Linked DNA regions of Oryza sativa: region 2 is linked to region 1. Evidence: chromatin contacts called from public ChIA-PET data. All regions are on one chromosome and are shown on one strand. Each heading gives the region's core, a stretch centred on a gene start, on an enhancer-like site or on the middle of the called end of the contact. The rest is flanking DNA. Distances are from core to core; before and after follow the strand shown. Region 1 holds the start of LOC4326411. Region 2 holds the start of LOC136354955.

What was found. ChIA-PET counts read pairs in DNA pulled down with a chosen protein or histone mark.
Region 2: a contact with region 1 is called in an RNA polymerase II ChIA-PET map of leaf, with 5 times the contacts expected there. The contact joins the promoter of LOC136354955 here to the promoter of LOC4326411 in region 1.

The regions. Positions count from the first base shown.
Region 1 is chr1:19,954,317-19,959,948 of ASM3414082v1, reverse strand. It overlaps LOC4326411, which reads right to left and starts at 1,969. Exons shown (of 3, transcript XM_015766673.3): 1 at 1,615-1,969; 2 at 1-1,135. The coding sequence starts at 1,797. It overlaps LOC9268765 (ABC transporter B family member 11), which reads right to left. Exons shown (of 13, transcript XM_026026258.2): 12 at 5,438-5,632; 13 at 4,447-5,345. The coding sequence ends at 4,701.
Region 2 is chr1:19,999,982-20,005,738 of ASM3414082v1, reverse strand. It overlaps LOC136354955, which reads left to right and starts at 2,185. Exons shown (of 1, transcript XM_066306872.1): 1 at 2,185-3,506. The coding sequence starts at 2,530. The coding sequence ends at 3,315.

The DNA.
Region 1 (5,632 bases), core at 720-3,219:
GCATGCAAACAACATTGTGTCTCACACAGTATGCTTCATGAAGTAGTGAAGTTCGGTTGGATATATAGCGTTTGCAGTTCTTGCACACCACTGAATCAACATCAACACTAGATGAGGCACTAGCCTGCTCACCAATCCTTTGGCCATTAAGAACATCTTTAATAGCTACAGAAAGTTGGTATTTAGTGGTTCCCTTGAAACCATAAACTCCAATACTGTAGGTACCACTGGAGAGACTGGCATCCCTTGGTTTCAGTATGAGGACCTTAGATCCCATTTCATGAGAAGACCATTCGTGACGGTGCTGAGTTGGGAAAACTAAAGGATGCCTTGATACATAAATATCAGTGTCACCACCACTTGTATATGTCTCTATCTTAACCTCAATATTTGCATGCCTAGAAGCTACTTTCTCACCCATACCTTCATCAACAAGAAATTTGTAGTACCTAAACTTTCCTTCTTCCACAACTCCAGATTCAACCTTTCCAGTCTCAAGTGGCACAAGCACATGTTGATTCTCTACGTTGTCCAAAACTGAATCTGGTCCTTCAATGTCAACTTCCACATCTGTCTCCAGGACAGAAACACTTGATGCAGGTTTTAATTCAAGAACCTTCAACTTGTATTGCAGCTGCCCATAATTCACCACAACAAAATCATTTTCAGATAGTGTTGCATGATTGCGGAGTGCCGTTTCAAGGACAGCCCTATGGTTAGGAAGGTCTGAGAACCCCACTCCTTCTGGCTTCAGCTTCGCATATGTCCCTTTGGGTAAACTGACATACCTAACCTCAATCAGAGGAACATCTGGGCTATCACCCCGGAACAGATTGTTCCACACATGTGGAGTGAGTTCTGCGGAGCCTTCCCTTGCAGTGAACTCAAGAACACCACAACATGTTGCCTCATCGGCATCATTATCCTGAGGGGCACCCGGAACACTGTCTCTAACCTTTGACAACCTGAAGTACATGGGACCTTTGTCCAGTGCTCCTTCATCAGACAATTCCTTAAAAGACGATGGTGGCAACTTGATCTTATCCCCAGGACCATCATATCGAAGAGCTTCAAACATGTGCAAGAAAGAAATCCCCTTTCCAAGTTGCATCACCTCTTCCATCTTCTGCTGAGCCTATTACAACACAAATACATAAAACAGATCATTAACACGAGCCGGTAGCACATCAAAAGGCAGGAGTAGACACCAAAGAAAACAAATGCAAGCATTTCGATAAATTGTCATGGGGAGCAAGCAGTCCAATTCAACAAGTTGAACCAATCAAACATTCAAGATATCCACCAAAGTATCAGGAAAAGAAATTATTGTTTCTAATATAACAACAAAGGGGACATTGGGCGATCGAGTGAATGCATAATCTTTGCCGCATGTGTTTGCTCAGAATTAACATGAAGGCTTTGGGATCAAATTTGGGTTTGGGAATCGAATTACTCCACTTGAGAAGCCTATTTACAATCATCAAACAGGATAAAAACCAATACAAACGACCGCAAAATGGATCACGGACGGGGGGAGCAAAAGTGATCCTAACCCTAGATTCCCTAGCAGGTTAGGAACGTGGTTGTTGTGTGCTTTTGTGGTGGTATTATTACCTCTTCCTGCGCGCGGGCGGCGTCGAGGCGGCGCTCGCGGTGGGACGCCTCGAGCGCGTCGCGGCGGCGCGCGGCCTCGGCCTTGGCGCGGCGCTCGCGGTCGGCCTTGTCCTTGGCGCGCTGCACGCGCTCCCGCTGCTCCCGCTCCAGCTTCTCCCGCGCCTTGCGCAGCTCGAAATCCATCCCCCTCCTCCTCCTCCTCCTCGTACCCGATCCGATTCCACGCTGATTGCTTGCTTGGGTTCCCCTCCCCTCTCCTCTGCTCTGGTTGTCGTCGGCGATGATCTCCCGGCGGCCGCGGGAGGGGGGGAAATTTATGGAGGGAGTCGGGTGTCGAGGGGGGTCGGTGGCGGCCGGAGTTGGAGGAAGCTTCTGGTCTTCTTGTTGAGGCCGCGTCAGGAGTCGGAGAAGGTAAACGAAACAAGACGTAACTGCGGACGCACGGCCGCTGCTTATCAGGGCCCACCTGTCAGAGAGAAAGGTACGGAAGTGTAAATTGGGACGGAAAAGGGTCCACACCACCCAACCGTTTCCGTTTTCTTCTCTTTTTTTTTTTGAGTGAATTTCATCTTGGACCTTTTTTTTTGAGTTTCACAATGGACAAGGGGTTTAACAAAATTTTCAATTCACACCAGCTAGACTTGCCAAAGCATAGCAGTTTGGACCTAGGGCATTGCTTGAGCTGCTACGGTGCTAGTGCTACCACGGCTATTTCAATCATCCACATTTGATTTGGCGGCATCGATTGCTTCGCTTCAGTTGGAGTTGCCTGAACCATGATTGTTTGGCTATTCATAATCATGTCATCTGTAGCTGAGCTGGTGTGCGAGGATCAAATTTTCGATGCTTGAGAAGTTGAGGTTGAGTCCTGCACGTGTCGAACCCACAGAACTGATAACCACCACTGGCTACCTCAACATGAAGACCAGCCCTTCTTGCCCTGCCTCCCTACTTGAGCTCCATCACCAGCACCTCCAGTGCTATTGGCCGTTCGCTCGTGCTCGAGCTTTTTCGATGTTGCCGATCCATGATATGCTGCTCGTCCCTCCAGATTGGGTGCCCGGAGTTCCAGGCCGCTTCCGTACTCTTTCCTTTAAGATTGGGCTGCCGGAGTTCTGGACGAGACCATCGCTGCCCTACTCTTGCTGACATGCTCCACTTTGGATCATGCATGTCTCGGGAGCAGTCACCACCTCCTCTGACAGCGTGGCAGATAGCAGGAGACTAGGGGGGAGAGAGAGACGAACAGTACTTGCATTGGAGATGGGCTGCCGGACTTGGAGAAGATGAGGGGGTGGTCTAGAGTGAAACCAATGGTAAAGATATGTGGTTCAAAGTGAAAACCATTGCTAGGACCTTGTCTAAATTGTAACAATGGTAAAAATATGTGGTCCAAACTACAATTTACTCTTTTTTTTTCTTGAATTGGAGCCGAAACAAAAAACCCGGATAAAAGAAAATCGAATGTTATTAAATACAAAAACGAATGGCACGGATATGATAATAGATATTTATCGAAATAAAAGGATCCCTTCACATGAACTTCTCGAGTCAACGAAAAGATGTAAGTGAACAAAAAAGATTTTTCTCTTTTTTTGTTATGGCTAAAATATAGTGAATTTGAATATGATACTTTGCATATATGTGTAATACTATTAGGAGTAAATGTTCAATATTTTGTATAGTTTTTCATGACATTTATTATTTGGTGTGTACGGAGTGTGTAAGAGAAGCTTGTGCGCATATGATATATATATATATATATATATATATATATATATATATATATATATATATATATATATATATATATATATATATATATATATATATATATATATATATATATATATATATATATATAGATATATATATATATATATATATTCCCTATGCGGGGATAGAGTGGAGAGAAAATTAAGTATATAGCAGAAGAAAGAGTGAGTAGGGATAATATATCAATACTTTGTCAGCCACTTGTGAACGTTGAGTTATACAGGGTGAAACAAAAAAGTTATTGAAACATTTAATTTTCTTTTGTGAAACACAATGAAAACACCAGTTAAAACATGACGCTATTGCGTATGAAACATTGAGTTTTAACGGTTTGAAACATATGTTTTTCTTTCATCAGAGTATAATCATGTGATATTTTGTTATAAAGATTTAATTATAACAAATACAACGATATGATTGGATAAAAAATCGAAGAAATTGTTGAGAAGAAAAATATTAAGAAGACAACCATGTGCACACATATATGGATAAATAAATACATAGATAAAAAAAAGTAGTTGTATAGCATATAGTGGTTAAGTTGCCTTCCATTTTCTCTTCCCTCGCGCTACCGATAGAAAGCATTCACCATCAAACTCACGTGTCATATGACTCGTATGTGGTACTATATGGAAGAATCAGTACAATGAAGTTTACAAATTTTAAAAGAAATTTTATTGAGAAGTCATCTTTATTGAGTTAGTAGTCTTACTTATACCAGATGTTAGTCCTAATTAAGTTAGTTGTTTTGAATATTTGTAGATATAGGGAATTACTTTAACCAATACGGTCATACCAAATCCAAATTTGGTTCAATTTCAACTCCGTAATCTGCTCAACTCAATATATATCATGAATCTTTCTCAGTTTTCAACTTCTTTATGGGTTAAGCATGGAAGGCGGGCTGTGCCATTTTTTCTTAATTCCATGAATTGGCACAGGTAGTTGATACACAGTCCGGAAATAACCCATAATAGATCGTTTGATTCAACCTACGTCAGAAATAAAAGCTGCATGGACCTATTTTGTTTTTTAAAAAAAGCATTCACAACCAAATAGGCTCATAGGCTACAGCCTGAACATTCATATATACTGAGTTGATGGTACACATTGTACAAAATTTAAATATTACAAACTACAAACTGGGCATGTCTTCCATGGTAGTTGCGCATTAACAGACAGCATAAGGAACAACCCTTTCCTAGTACAAACATACATATATAAAACTTTGGAATGCAAACCAACAATCCATATCAGGGACTAAATCAGTGTCCAATTGAAGAAGAGTGGTTTTCTGGCTTTCAGAAAGGTTACATTGAGCTTGAGCTAAGCTCAACAAGTGAAGAATATATTCCACCCTTTATCTGCATCAGTTCTTCATGCCTGCCTTTCTCCACTATCGTCCCGTTTTCGAGGACACCGATGATATCCGCTCCTTTTATTGTCGACAGGCGATGCGCCACCACCACGGTAGTCCTACCAACCACCTCCCGGTCCAGCGCCTCCTGAACCACGCGCTCTGATTCTGAATCCAGAGCACTTGTTGCCTCATCCAGCAGCAGCACCTTGGGGTCCTTTATAACGGCTCTCGCTATGGCGACACGCTGCTTCTGCCCACCTGACAATTGGATCCCTCTTTCGCCAACAATGGTGTTGTACCCATCAGGCAGCCCGGAGATGAACTGGTGCGCATTGGCTGCTTCAGCAGCAGCAATGATCTCTTCTTCAGATGCATCACCTTGCTTCCCATAAGCTATGTTCGCACGGATGGTGTCGTTGAACAATACCGGTTCCTGCGCCACAAGGCCAATCTGTAGACGAAGCCAGCTAACTTTGAGAGTCTCAAGCTCCACACCGTCAAAAAGGATCCTGCCAGCATCAGGTTCATAGAACCTCTCAAGCAGTGAAATCACCGTAGACTTCCCGCTTCCACTCTCCCCAACCAGCGCAGCAGTCTGAAATGATAATCCCGTCAATAAAGTTATGCACCAAACAGCAGTTTGTAAAGAAATAAATATTTTACTTGTTAGTTCAGACAGAAGGCAACCTTTCCAGAAGGAATGCTCAAGGATAGATCCTTGAAGATCTGAACATTTGGGCGCAAGGGGTACTTAAAACACACATTCTGGAACTCAATGTCACCCCTGACACTTGCAATGACCACACCCTCATCATTGCTCGAATCAATCTTGGATTTACGATCAAGAATTTTGAAGACAGAAACTACCGATTCATTAACACG
Region 2 (5,757 bases), core at 936-3,435, 46 kb before region 1:
GACACCCTATCAAACAAGCCGAGCCGACATACAGCCTTATCCACTCGCCGAGTGAGGGGGCAACCTTATCCTCTCACCCGTGACCACTCTCTCTCTCTCACCCTCTCCTTTCTCTCTCTCTCTCTCTCTTGGCGCTTTCGAGGGAGGCGACGGCTGCGGCGGCGGGAGGCGATGGCAGCGGCGGCGGGAGGAGAGGCGGCAGTGGCGAGCGGCGCCCTCCCCTCTGCTAGATCTGGCGGGAGGGGAGGCGGTGGCGGCGGGTCAGCGGCAGAAGTGGATGCGGCGTCGGTGGGTCGGCAGCGGGAGGGGAGGCGCACGGCGTTGGTCCGACAGCCCGGCGGCGGTGCCCTCCCCTTCGCCAGTTCTGGCGGGGGAGGTGGCGACAATGGCCCGGCGGCGGGAGGTGGCGACGGCGGCATCCTCGGCAGCAGCAGCGGTGCTGGCGGCGCCCTCCTCTCCATCCGGCAGTGGCGGTGGTGATGAAGGCAGCCTCCTCCTCGATAATGTGTGTTCTTGATGAATGTGTTTGATTCTTGATGAATGTGTGTGACTGTGTTCTTGATGAATGTGTTCTTGATGTTGATGTGTTGTTCTTGATGAAATTTTAGGATTTGGGTTTTAGATTGGATCGGCTTGACGGCTCAATGCATCGGCTCGATGAATTGAGCCGATTTTTTTTTGCTCATGGGCGCCTCAAAGGTGCGGATTTTCGAGCCGTCACATTTGACCTGGGGAAATCAGTGTCGCCTCCCGGCTGCCGGTACCCAAGGGGGTTTTTCAACCGGCACCCTTTAGAGTTTCTGTAGTAGTGATAGATGAATCGATATGATTAAACTCGATATATCTTGTAAAGTAATTAACCAATATCGGGTCCACGTACCCACCCTATAGTAAAATATATATTTCTAGCGAATTGAGCGTACTTCAACAGGTTAGGTTCTTTGTGGTAGAACTAGCCCATCTAGATTCAAATCCTAGATTTGACACGGGTACTCGTATTTATCGTTAATTATTCTTTCAGTGGTAGACGGTGTACCTATAGTGACTTCATCAATCTCAAGATATGCTGGCACAGTCTTTCAGAGATGCCCATAGAAATAGGGTGTGCATTTGTGCGTTCATAGGGATAAGTGTGCACGCGTTGTGAGCGTCTACGTTCTCTATTTCTAAAAAAATTATATTTCTAGTATGGCCAATGTTAACGTACATAGTTGTCCGTGCAGTATCATGTACATTCAGTACCAATAACCCTCATCGGCTCATCGCGATCTCAATCACCACAGTGGTCAGCCATTGGAGTGAGAGGGACAATGCCAACACATTATATAATGGGGATGGGTTCACATCCTTTATCATAATGACACTAAAATTATATATACTGATAATAGTAGCTAGGTATCCTTATCTGTTGGCGCTAATGGGTAATATAGTGCAGATCAATTTATTAATTTTTGGGATAACTTTTATCGAGGATTCATTTTTAAAACATGGGTTTTTTTTAATGGATCAAGCAAAAATTATGGTGCCAAGGTTTCAGCGAGTGAGCACTTCTTTCGTGGCATCGACATTTTCCTTTTTCCTCGTCCCCATCTATTTCTTCAGTTGATTGATATTAAGAAATTAATAACGAAGTGAAACAACAGTACCACGTTCCCTAACCTTTTCGTCTGCAACTACTACCCATGGTAATGATGAAAAAAAACGATTTTAACCGTGAATATACGTTAACTAATTACAATTTAATTTGGTATTTCGTTGTAATATGTAGATATGAATTTTAAGTTGAATGTTTGAGGAGAGATATATCGCATATTAATATATTTTCTTAAATTTTTTTAAAAAAAAATCATAACTATTTAAGTGACATATGCCCTCGAGAGTTTAGAATAGTTTTCTCCTAATGTCCCATTGAACTTCTTTGTTTTGTTTGGAGAGGACTTAATTAGTTCCGAATAGGGTTTTCAAAAGCGCTCGGTTTTCATGAATCCGTTGGTTATTGGTTTATCTGTATAGCTTTGTTCCAAAATCATTACTACCTACATCTAGTCCAGATTCATAGTATAGTATTAAGATGTGTTCCATCTACTTAAAAATTGCTATATTTTGGAATTGAGGGAGTAGTTTTTATTGGTTTTTGATAAACAGTGAGAAGCGATTTTCATTTTCAACGTGGAAAGGTAAACCATAACCCACTAGCTACTTTCAGGTTATCTTCCCTGATCGAGCTCGATCGACTGCCTCGACAACTTCGATTGAGATTTGAGGACTAACTAACGGATTTCCGACTCTGATTAATTTCGTCCCGATTCATCCGAGTCGGATTGCACATCCGAGTCCGATAATCAGACTCAGACAGCAAACTAATTACAGTAATTAATACTACTGCCTATATTAGGAGGGCGATGCATGAGCTAGCTAGCCGAACGTGCTCTTCATCTCTCGCATCGAGCAGGTTGCTAGCTAGCCGTCCAGCGCGCGGGAAGAAAGCTTAGCTGCTGATCGAACGAGATCAGCCGGCGGCCGGCGGCCATGGCGATGGAAACGATAATACGCTTACGGAGCAGCAGCAAGCAGCTGGAGGGCCACCACGGGACGGCGCCGCTGGAGGAGGGCCCCTCGTACGTGCGCTTCGTCTGCGACGTCAAGGTGCGGTGCTGGTCGCGGCGGCTCGGCGGCGGAGGCGAGCCCGTGCGCCACGACGGCATCAAGTTCACGCTGGAGACGGAGCGCAAGCACGTGCTGGACGGCGCCGGCGGCGACGTCTTCCTCGACTACGAGGAGACGCGGCGGATGGCGTGGGCCGTGTTCACCGGGATGCGGGAGCTCCGCTGCGTCGACCTCTCCCGCAGCAACTGGGCGACGCCCATGCCCGACGACGACGCCGCCGCGTGGATCCACCGCGCGGTGAGGCGGAACCACGACGACGGCCTCGCCGGCGGCCACTACCGCTTCGCCGCGCGCGTGAAGGTGGCGGTGGAGCTGGTGTTCAGCGAGCCCGTGTCGCTCGTCCGCGGGCTGGTCTGGCTGGAGACGCGCGCCGGCGACACCTGCGGGATCTGCCTGGACGGCCTGACGGCCAGCGAGAGGTGCAAGACGCCGCCGGCGAACCTGCCGTGCGGGCACGCGTTCCACCCGCCGTGCATCACCAGGTGGCTGTTCAAGGGGACCACCTGCCCGATCTGCCGCGACGACCTCACCGGCCTCGCCGCCGCGCCATGGGAGAGCGGCGTGATGTCGTGCCCTGGGTGCATCATGCCATCCACGCCGTGCGTCGAAGATTGCCCGAGCCTGAAGGCTCTCTCTCTCAACAGCTAGATGGAGTAGTATAGAAGCTTTGCAGATTTCAACAGATAGTCAAGCTTGACACTTATTAAGATTTTTGGATTCTACTTGTAACGTAGCCATTGTTTAGATTATCTCATTCTCAGATGTGCTTGAGATTATTTGTAAAGCTAGCTGCTTGCAGAAGTGAATATGTAAGAATTCGCCTCCTGACTCTTGTTGGTCCATGCTGACTCAGCCGAGTTGACTATAATCAGCTTGTCATATCATCTGAAACCGAGTACAATAATGACCTGAGATCTCGGGTATCCTAGCATTGCAAGTTGAATAACGTATTGTATCTAGTATTATAGTTCGAAGATGTTATTTGAATTCGATGTCCACTGAGGACCCAAATTGAACTTAAACAATTGGTGAGGCCATCGTGGACCAGCAGGATTTCGGCCTTCCCACTCGAGTGTGCGGGAATTTTTGGTCCACGCATGTTTTCCCATTTAAGGAATAAATCTACATTTCGTCCCTAAACTCATGCACTTGATTCAATCGCACACCTCAACTGAAACATACCTAAATGGGACCCACATGTCAGTGAGTAAAACAATAAAAATAAATTTTAGACCCCTCTCTCAGGTGGATGGTAGCAGCGCCGAGCGAGACGGAGCGCTGCGAGCTTAGCGGCAGTATAGGACAATGGGAACCATGTGGCGGCGGGGCTTGAGGCCGCATGACAGTGGGAGCGGCGGGGCTTGCTACCTTTATTGCTACTAGGTGACGAGAGAGCAGAGGTGAGAAAGCCTCGTTGTCGCCTCCTCTCTCCCTTCCCTGCCGCTGCCTCCCCTCCCGCGCCCCTCCTCCACCACCTCATTCCCGCCCTCGCCAACTCTAGCCTCGCCAGCGCCTCCACTCCTTCTTCCCCACCACTGTAGGGGTCGGTGACATTTGGGTCCTAGGCGAGGGCATCTCTATCGCCCGGGTTGATGGCAACGGCGGGTGGGTGGAGGAGGAGGTGAGATGAGGGCGTTGGGTGTGGGTGGCGACGCGGCATTGGCTGCCTCCTCCTCCCTCAGTGTGGAGATTATGGATATCCCATATCTACATGGCAGTTATAGTTTAGTTGGGTACACGGTATCAAATATAGATAGAATATCTTTATGAGGACTCGGGTTAGTTTCTAGACTTGTTTATCAAGGAAATACCCGGGATCTTAGTCGGTTACGATTGTATTTTATCTATAATCACATATTTCGTTAGGGATATGGACTGTATTTTGTAATACGGACCCCTTCCCCTATATAAGGAGGGGTCCGGGTTCTTCTCGGGACACCTTTTTTCCCCCATATCATACGATCAACAATATACTCGGTGGAATCATCCCCGGACAGGAGTAGGGTATTACTTCTTGAATAAGAAGGCCTGAACCTGTATAAAACTCCTTGTCTTCAAACCCATCCACTTTTCTAGCTTGATAGCCAACCCCTTTAAGTATTGCCAAAATCTTGTTTCGACAGTTGGCGCACCAGGTAGGGGCAGCGTCAAGTTCTTTGCCGATTAGTGCGATGGGTTCCGTCTCCGGCATCGACGACCTCGTCTTCCCTCCCGGGCAGGCGTTTCGGTTCGGCAGCCTCGACTTCATCACCAACAACTTCGGCAAGATCTCTCTCCTCGACTCGGATCCAAACCAGTCGGGAAAGAAACAGGTCTCAGCCCCGTTCGGTATTCCGGACTCGGCCAACATCTACTCCAAGCTTATCTCGATTGAGTCGGCTTCAAACCACTCGGACGAGATCCCATCTACTCCGACACCACCAGATCAAGATGATGGGGCCTACCCGCCAATCCTGATGAAACTCCCCGACGATTTGGCTGCCGTCTTCACTACAAGGGCGTCTTCTCCCCGTAGGCCTAGGCGGAAGTCGGCTTCAACACCGATCCTGCCTAGCTCCAAAGAAGTCGGCGTCATACTCCAGCCACTCGGCACAATTTCGACGGATCAACTGGAAGGCTATTTCAGCTCCCCCGGCGTCGACTCACGACCAACAGAGATCGTGGAGTACGGCGAATTCGGCTACCGCTACGACAACAGCAACCTCGACGACTTCGACGAGAGCTTTGAAGACAATTACACCCCTCTCTACTTCGGCATCTTCATGGCCGACAACGAGACGAAAGAACAACGCCAAGCCCGAGAAGCAGAAGCACGACACGTACAGCAGGAAGCCCAGCGACGCCGACTGGAAGAGGAGCGCCAAGCACAAGAGCAAGAACGGCTGCGGCGAGAGCAACAAAAACGCAAACGGGCTGCAAAGGAGGCCGAGGACCGACGACAACGAGCCTTGGACGCAGGGCGACGAGCACGAGATCTCATCAGGCAGCAAGACATCGAGGGGACAGCGGTCTTTCGCACCCCTCAACAGAACGCTGTCGCTGCGAGCACCCTTCTCGACACCCTCCTCGAAGAAGACGCACTCAATCAAG